2 separate regions of the Macaca mulatta genome follow, and region 2 is linked to region 1. The links are chromatin contacts, called in public Hi-C maps. All regions are on one chromosome and are shown on one strand. The core of a region is the stretch at or near the end of the contact, and the rest is flanking DNA. Distances in the headings are between cores, read along the strand shown. Region 1 holds the start of ATM (ATM serine/threonine kinase). Region 2 holds the start of DDX10 (DEAD-box helicase 10).

Region 1 (3,569 bases), core at 95-2,594:
GCTGCGAATACTACGGGAGGTTTCATCACAGATGCTTGCCATTTACTTTTAAGGACGTCGCATACGACGTCTGTAAATCACTGGCTCGGGTTTTGAGCTTTACGTGACTCTCGTCCCCTGTAGTACAATCCTTTTTATTCTTTCAAGGGACAAACAACAAAACCCGTCTCTCACTCAGACAATACACCCTGACAGACAAGTGACCCACAAACCACCCCTCCTCAAATGAAGGTAAAACTAGGGCTAGAAAACATTCAACTAATTTAAGGCAATTAACCCTCTGAAATTTTTTGCTGATCAAAGGTACAGGAATTGCTGTTTTAAAATATGCAAGTGGCATTTCACACCTCTACACTGGACGACGTATTGCGTGGAGGATGGAGAAGGAAGATCACCCTTACTCCCAAATTCGTAGTTATAAGGGCGGGTAATTAAAAGGGCGCCAGGAAGGTCTCCCTACAAAGATGGGGGGCCGGGGAAGTCCCTCTTTGCCCTATTTTGGTCCCAGCAATGAACCACGGAAAGTGCGCCCAAGGTTAAAGCACACGCAACCCGTCCGTCATGCAGACATACGCTCTTTCAGGGGTCCTAATTAACTGTGGAGGCCTGACTTTCCCTCCGAATCCGGCTCCAGGTGTTGCACCTCGAGCTTCCCCTCGGCCTTCCCCTCGCCACGCAGCCTCTGAAGAGAGAAGCATCTACATACAAAGAAGCTTAAACTGCCTAGAACCTCAGAGTGACGAAGAATCACCGCCAGTCTCAACTCGTAAGCTGGGAGGCAAAACCCTAAAGCTTCCCCAACCCAGGGAAAACCTTTGGCCTCAAAGGTCCTTGTGTCCGGCATAGCCGGGTCCAATAACCCTCCTTCCCGAGCCCGCGCTTACCCAATACAAGCCGGGCTACGTCCGAGGGTAACAACATGATCAAAACCGCAGCAGGAACCACAATAAGGAACAAGACTCAGGTTAAAGCAAACACAGCGACAGCTCCTGCGCCGCATCTCCCGGTTCCAGTGGCGGTACTGAACCCGCGGCAATTTGTCCCGCCTCTTTCGCTTTACGCCAGCCAATCGCTTCTGCCAGAGAAAGAAAGGCGCCGAAATGAAACCCGCCTCCGTTCGCCTTTGGAACTGTCGTCACTTCCGTCCTCAAACTTGGAGGGGCGGGGATGAGGAGGGTGAGGACGGCGGGTGAGAACCCCGGATCCCGAGCCGAAGGGCGAGCCGCAAACGCTAGGTCGCTGGCCATTGGTGGACGAGGCGCAGGCGCATTTGCTCCGACGGGCCGGATGTTTTGGGGGAGTGTTTTGAGCGCGGAGACCGCGTGATGCTTGGCGCGCATGGGCACACCGTGCTCTGCCGCTGCTCGGCCCTGCTTCTTCTTCCAGAGGTGGGCGCTGTGCAGTCACGCAGGGTTTGAACCGGAAGCGGGAGTAGGTACCTGCGTGGCTAACGGAGAAAAGAAGCCGTCGCCGCGGGAGGAGGCGAGAAGAGCCAGGATCTGCGCTGCAGCCATCGCCGTGGTTGATACCACTTTGACCTTCCGAATACAACGGTAGGGGCGCAGAGGCAACGCAGAGGCTCCTGCGTTGGAAAATTCAGTCGCATGCGATCCAGTTTGTCCTTTCCCTAGACCCCCAATCTCATGCACCCCTCCAGAGCGGCCCTTGACTCCTCTCCTCACTCCATCTTTCCCTTGACTCCTTTCCTCACTCCATCTTTCCCGGCCTCTCTTCGGGTTCCTAGCGGACTTGGCCAATAACCTCATCCTTTTAAATGCCCTGAATTGAACCCTCCCTCTTGCTCATCCTCTTTTCGTGTCACCTTAGGGTTCAGATTTAACTACGCGACTTGACCAGTCATCTTTTGATCTCTCTTTCGTATTTAGTACTTTTAGTCAGCGAGCATTGATTGATATTTTAACTGCAGCCTCGCGGTTAAGAGCTTGGGCTCTGGAAGCATACGGCTGGAGTTGGAATTCTGACTGTCACTCGTGTGACCTCGCTCTACTGTCTTGTGAAGATAAGTGAGATAATCTTGACCTGCGGTGAGCACTCGTGAGCGTTAGCTACTGTTGTTACCAGGTACAGATAAGTAGAAAGACAACTACAATAGATGATAATGTATGTGATAGGGGAGTACTCTGATGGTAGAGGAGTGACTTTGGTTCTCTGCAAACTCAGCCTGAGACTATCAATTCAGTTTGTGGTGAGACCTCGCAGCGTTACCTTGGCAGATGGTAGAAGCCTTCCAGATGGAAGGAAAAATGCGTGTAAAGGCACAAAGTGTAGAAGGACCCTGAAGCTCCAGAGTGAGGTCTAGTATTGAATGAAATATATTTTGTGGGTTTTCAACTGCTGAAGTCGTAGGAATGGATGAGACCAAGAAAACAAAACTGTTCTTTGAGGTATGAGCGGAAGAAGAGCTATCAGGAGACTTTCGAAACAGTCATAAAGGAAGAGAATATGATCATCGCTAACATTTGCTGTGTTTCAGGCACTGTAAGCATGTATATGGGTCCTTACAGGAACTCATAGAGGTAGGTACTAGTATTGTTTTTCCTTTTCTCATTGAGAAACTGAGGTTTGAAGAGATTAGTGAACTTGCTCTAGATTATACGGTTTGTAAGTGGCTGAACCAGTATTTGAACTAATACAATCTGACTACAGAGGCCACACTCCTTAGCACTAGAAAAGAATGACATGCCAAGGGCAGAGTTATTTCTAGGAAGATGGGATATAAGCGTCATTGACAAGTTCTGCAAAGGGGTCAACTTGGTTGAGATCTAAAAAGGAACACTGAATTCGTCAATTCAGAGGCTCGTAGGAGGTGGGAAATCTGTATCTTTTCATTTGAACCTTGAGTGGAACCTAGATATTCTGGATTAATGTATAAATGAAGTTCATCTTTATGTGGTGACATTCATACTCTAGTTGATTACCTAATAGTTCCTCTGCCTTCTTTCAGTTCCGCCAACATACTGTGTGCTTTTACATTGTAGAACCCTTTGGCTGTGCTAGTTTCCTTCCCTGAAGTGTTGGTCCTCTAGCCCTTTTTTGGTTTGGCACCAGTTAGTTCAGATCTTGGCTTTATTATAAACTCCTCTGAGATATGTTCCCTGACAATTTATCTAAAATGATCCTCTCTACAGTTATTTTCTATCACTGTATTTTTGTTTCCTCAGAGGCATACATCACAATTTGGAATTATGCATTGATTTATCAGTTTACTTGTTTACTGACACTCTGCTGCCCAGATACGACTCCATGAGGGTAGGATTTGTATCTGTTTAGTTCATTATTTGTCTAGCTATACTTAGTAAATATTGTTTGCATCTATCAGTGAATGAACATCTTCTGTTTATGTAGATAATACTGAACTGTTTTGTTTTCTTCAAAGTAATCATTAAGAAACTGAAGGTAAGAAAAACAAGTTCAAAGAAGTCACACCATGGGGAAAAAAAAAGTCAAGTTTAGGGCTGCCTCTTCCGGGAAGTGTCAAATCTTTAGTATATTTAGGAATAAAGGTGCTAGCCCTTATGGTTCTTTGGATACTGCTAAGGTATTTTCGT
Region 2 (3,624 bases), core at 1,122-3,621, 430 kb after region 1:
GTGGTTAGTGACTTGCCATTTATTTGACAACTGCCAAAATGTCTTTTTTCTTTTACTCTTTTTTTTTTTTTTGAGACAGAGTCTGGCTCTGTCACCCAGGCTGGAGTGCAGTGGCAGTATCAGGACTCACTGCAGCCTTGACTTCTGTAGGCTCAAGTGATCTTCCTGCCTCGGCCCCCTAGTTTCTGGGACTAAGGTGTGTGCCACCGAGCTTCGCTAATTTTTTTGAATTTTGGTACCGACAAGGTCTCACTATGTTGCCCAGGCTGGTCTTGAACTTCCAGGCTCAAGCAATCCTCCCACCTTGGCCTTGGAAAGTGCTGAGATTATAGCTGTGAGCCACCATGCCTGCTTCCTAGAGGTTATTATATTGAGATCTTTCTCTTGGGCATTCAGTTTTCCTAGAGTTGAACCTTCCAGTTTCTTGCCTGGGGTGCATACATGCCTGATTCCTACAGTTTTAGGAAAAAAGTGAGTTATAGCTGAGGGCCTTATTGTTCTGTGAGTATGCATATGTGGTATACATATGTAGTAAAGTACGCATCACATATAATTTATCACTTTAGCCATTTGTAAGTATACAATTCAGTTGCATTAAATACATTCTCATTGTTGTGCAACCAATTGGCAGAACTCTTTTCATCTTGCCAAACTGGAACTCTGTACTGATTAAACAGTAACCCCCGCATTGGCCTCTCCCTGAGTCCCTGGCAACCACCATTCTACTTTCTCTCTCTATCATTTTGACAACTCTAAGTACCTCACGTAAATAGAACCATATATAGTATTTGTCCTTTTGTGACTGGCTTATTTCACTTAGCTTAATATTCTTAAGGTTTATCCACGTTGTGGCATGTGTCAGAAATTCCTTCTTTTTGAAGGCTGAATAATATTCCATTTTATGTATTTATTATGTTTTGTTTACTCATTTATCAGTTGACAGACACTTGGGCTGCTTCCATCTTTTAGCGATTGTGAATAGTGCTGTGGTGAACACGGTGTGCAAATATCTGAGACCCTGCTTTCTTTTATTTTGGCTACACACACCCAGAAGTGAAAATGCTGGTGTAGAGTTCTGTTTTTAATTTTTTGAAGATGTATATATACTTTTATATAATCGCTCCTTATTGAGCTTTACTGTCTACCACATCTAGTGTCCCTGAGTATGGAAATTCACTAGTTCACCTCCTGTCCTCACTCCCTTCCGGTAAGCCATGCCCTGTTTGGAGGATGGACATAGAGTTGAGAGTAGTGATCTGGATATGTGGGGTTGGAAAGGGAATTTGAGGGCCCAAAATTCTGCCTGTGAACTTTGAACTCAATTTTCCAATTTCCTTTGCCACAACTGAGCTCTCCCACCCCATCTGGTGTTTTCCTGGAGGCTGTAGGTAAATGTGTCAAAAAAACTCAATTCATTGAAAGCCAGTTCACTTAAATGGCCAACTTGCAATAACTTTTCTATTACCTCGTTTTTTTTTTTTGATGGAGTTTCACTCTTTGGCCCAGGCTGTAGTGAAGTGGGGTGATCCTGGCTCACTATAACCTCCGCCCCAGGGTTCAAGCGATTCTCCTGCCTCAGTCTCCAGAGCAGCTGGGATTATAGGTGTGTGCCACAATGCCTGGCTAATTTTTATATTTTTAGTAGAGACAAGGTTTCACCATATTGGCCAGGCTAGTCTCGAACTCCTGACCTCAGGTGATCCACTCATCTCGACCTCCCAAATTGCTGGAATTACAGGTGTGAGCCACTGTGCCCGGCCTCTATTACCTACTTCTTTACGTTAGTTATCATTTTGTCTCCATAATAGCATTTTAAGGTAAATTCAGTTTGATTCCGTTCCAGTTTCCTTGCTGTTGCAGCTAGAGTCTGAGGGGTCCAGAGGAAAAGGAAAACCTAGAGGGGCATTAGAAGAATGTAGAATATTTATTTTTATTCCTGAGGAAGTACAAACGCCGTGGATGGAAATCAGAGGTTATTAGCTGTTTACTTTTGGGCAAATCTTTTGACTCGTTGGTCCGAAATGTGCAAAACGAGGGTCAAAATTTTCATTCAGTTTGTACGTGGGTACACACACACTCAGGAACGCTTCGCAAAGTTGAACCTGGAGTAAATGTGTGAACACCCCTTAAAGGTTCAGCGTATGACGTCACCATAGTAACAACAACAGTGCGCATGCGTCTTTTTAAAGAGCCGGCGTGCTCCTGGCGTCCCTCAGTCCGCCCCCGTTTCCCCAGACTGCTCCTCCCTGCAGGAGCCAATTCGCCAGTCACAACCCTCCTTTTCATTGACGTCGTTGGCGCGTGCCCCGGTTTCAAAAGCTCGGGGGCGGGCTTTTGGGTTCGCGCATGCGCCTCTGTGCATTTTCCCCATGCTGTTTCCGCGATCCTGGTCCTAGGTGTCTCGTGTCTGCGGGTGAACCGAGATTTTGCCGCCACCGCCGCAATGGGGAAAACTGCCGACTCTCCGGGTTCGGGAGCCCGACCCGACCCGGTGCGGAGCTTCAATCGCTGGAAGAAAAAACACAGCCACAGGCAGAACAAAAAGAAGCAGTTGAGGAAGCAACTGAAGAAACCCGAATGGCAAGTCGAGCGCGAGGGTATCAGCCGCCTCATGCAGAACTATGACAAGGTGAGGCCGGCGCTGGGGAGGGGGCTCGGGCCGGCCAGCAGCTGGGCGGCGTGTCACTGCGGCGAGGGGTTGCAGAATGGAGGCGGCGGATCTGTCACCGGGACCCTGCCGGGAATGGGAGGTCACGCCGGGTGCCACAGCTCAAACCTCTGCACCGTCCTGGCCACTCTTCTGCTTGCCACACTGTTCCTAAAAAAATGATAGAAATGCGGCGGTACCTAAGGGTAGGGAGACTAATCCTGTAATAGCTACAGTCATATCCATAGTAATAATACTGATGACAATAATGGTAATAATGACACCTGCATTTTAAAGCAGTCACCATGTGCTTACAGTAATTGTTTGACTTGATCTGAGGTATGGATATTAATAATCCTACTTAATAGGTAGGAGAATTGAGGTTCTAAGAGGAATGAAACTTGTCCGAATCTCTCACGCTTAGTAGGTGGTGTGGAATTGGAAGCTAGATCCATGTCTTTCTAATCCCAAAGCCTTTGCTTTTAACCATGAAGCCAGACTGCATGCCTCAACATCATCTATGCTCCTTCCTGTGCCCACCTCATTTCTCCACAGGCTTCATGTCCGTATCCAAGAATTGGCCTAGAAAAGCTGGATCACTGGTATGTTTCTGTCACATATCATCCTCATATTGTAGCTGTTGTTCCCAGATGAGTATACCTGTAACGATCACTTTGACCTCCTGACTTCTTCCCCAAACTCCAGGCTCCACAGGTCTGTCAATTCCTTTTTTCCCTTTCTTTAAATCCCATGTTTGTTGGCCTTCACCCACATCATTCAGCTTCTCAGCCCCCTTCTAGTGCAGTACAATCAGGGATTTAATAGATGGAACATTCTTGGAATTAAAGTTGCCATTGTAACAAATTACCGCAAACTTGGTGGCTTAAAACAACAGAGATCTTGAGGTCAGGAGTTCGAGACCAGCCTGACCAACATGGTGAAACCCCGTCTCTACTAAAAATACAAAAAAATTAGCC

The links. Hi-C and Micro-C count contacts between places; a contact is called where the count stands out from the background.
Region 2: a contact with region 1 is called in a Hi-C map of fetal cortex germinal zone, with 3 times the contacts expected there. The contact joins the promoter of DDX10 here to the promoter of ATM in region 1. A contact is called at or near these places in 2 of 14 Hi-C or Micro-C datasets (fetal cortex germinal zone and fetal cortical plate).

The regions. Positions count from the first base shown.
Region 1 is chr14:109,073,211-109,076,779 of T2T-MMU8v2.0, forward strand. ATM (ATM serine/threonine kinase) reads left to right here and starts at 1,345. Exons shown (of 63, transcript XM_015115608.3): 1 at 1,345-1,553. NPAT (nuclear protein, coactivator of histone transcription) reads right to left here and starts at 1,023. Exons shown (of 18, transcript XM_015115607.3): 1 at 885-1,023. The coding sequence starts at 921.
Region 2 is chr14:109,501,416-109,505,039 of T2T-MMU8v2.0, forward strand. DDX10 (DEAD-box helicase 10) reads left to right here and starts at 2,372. Exons shown (of 19, transcript XR_013404274.1): 1 at 2,372-2,629.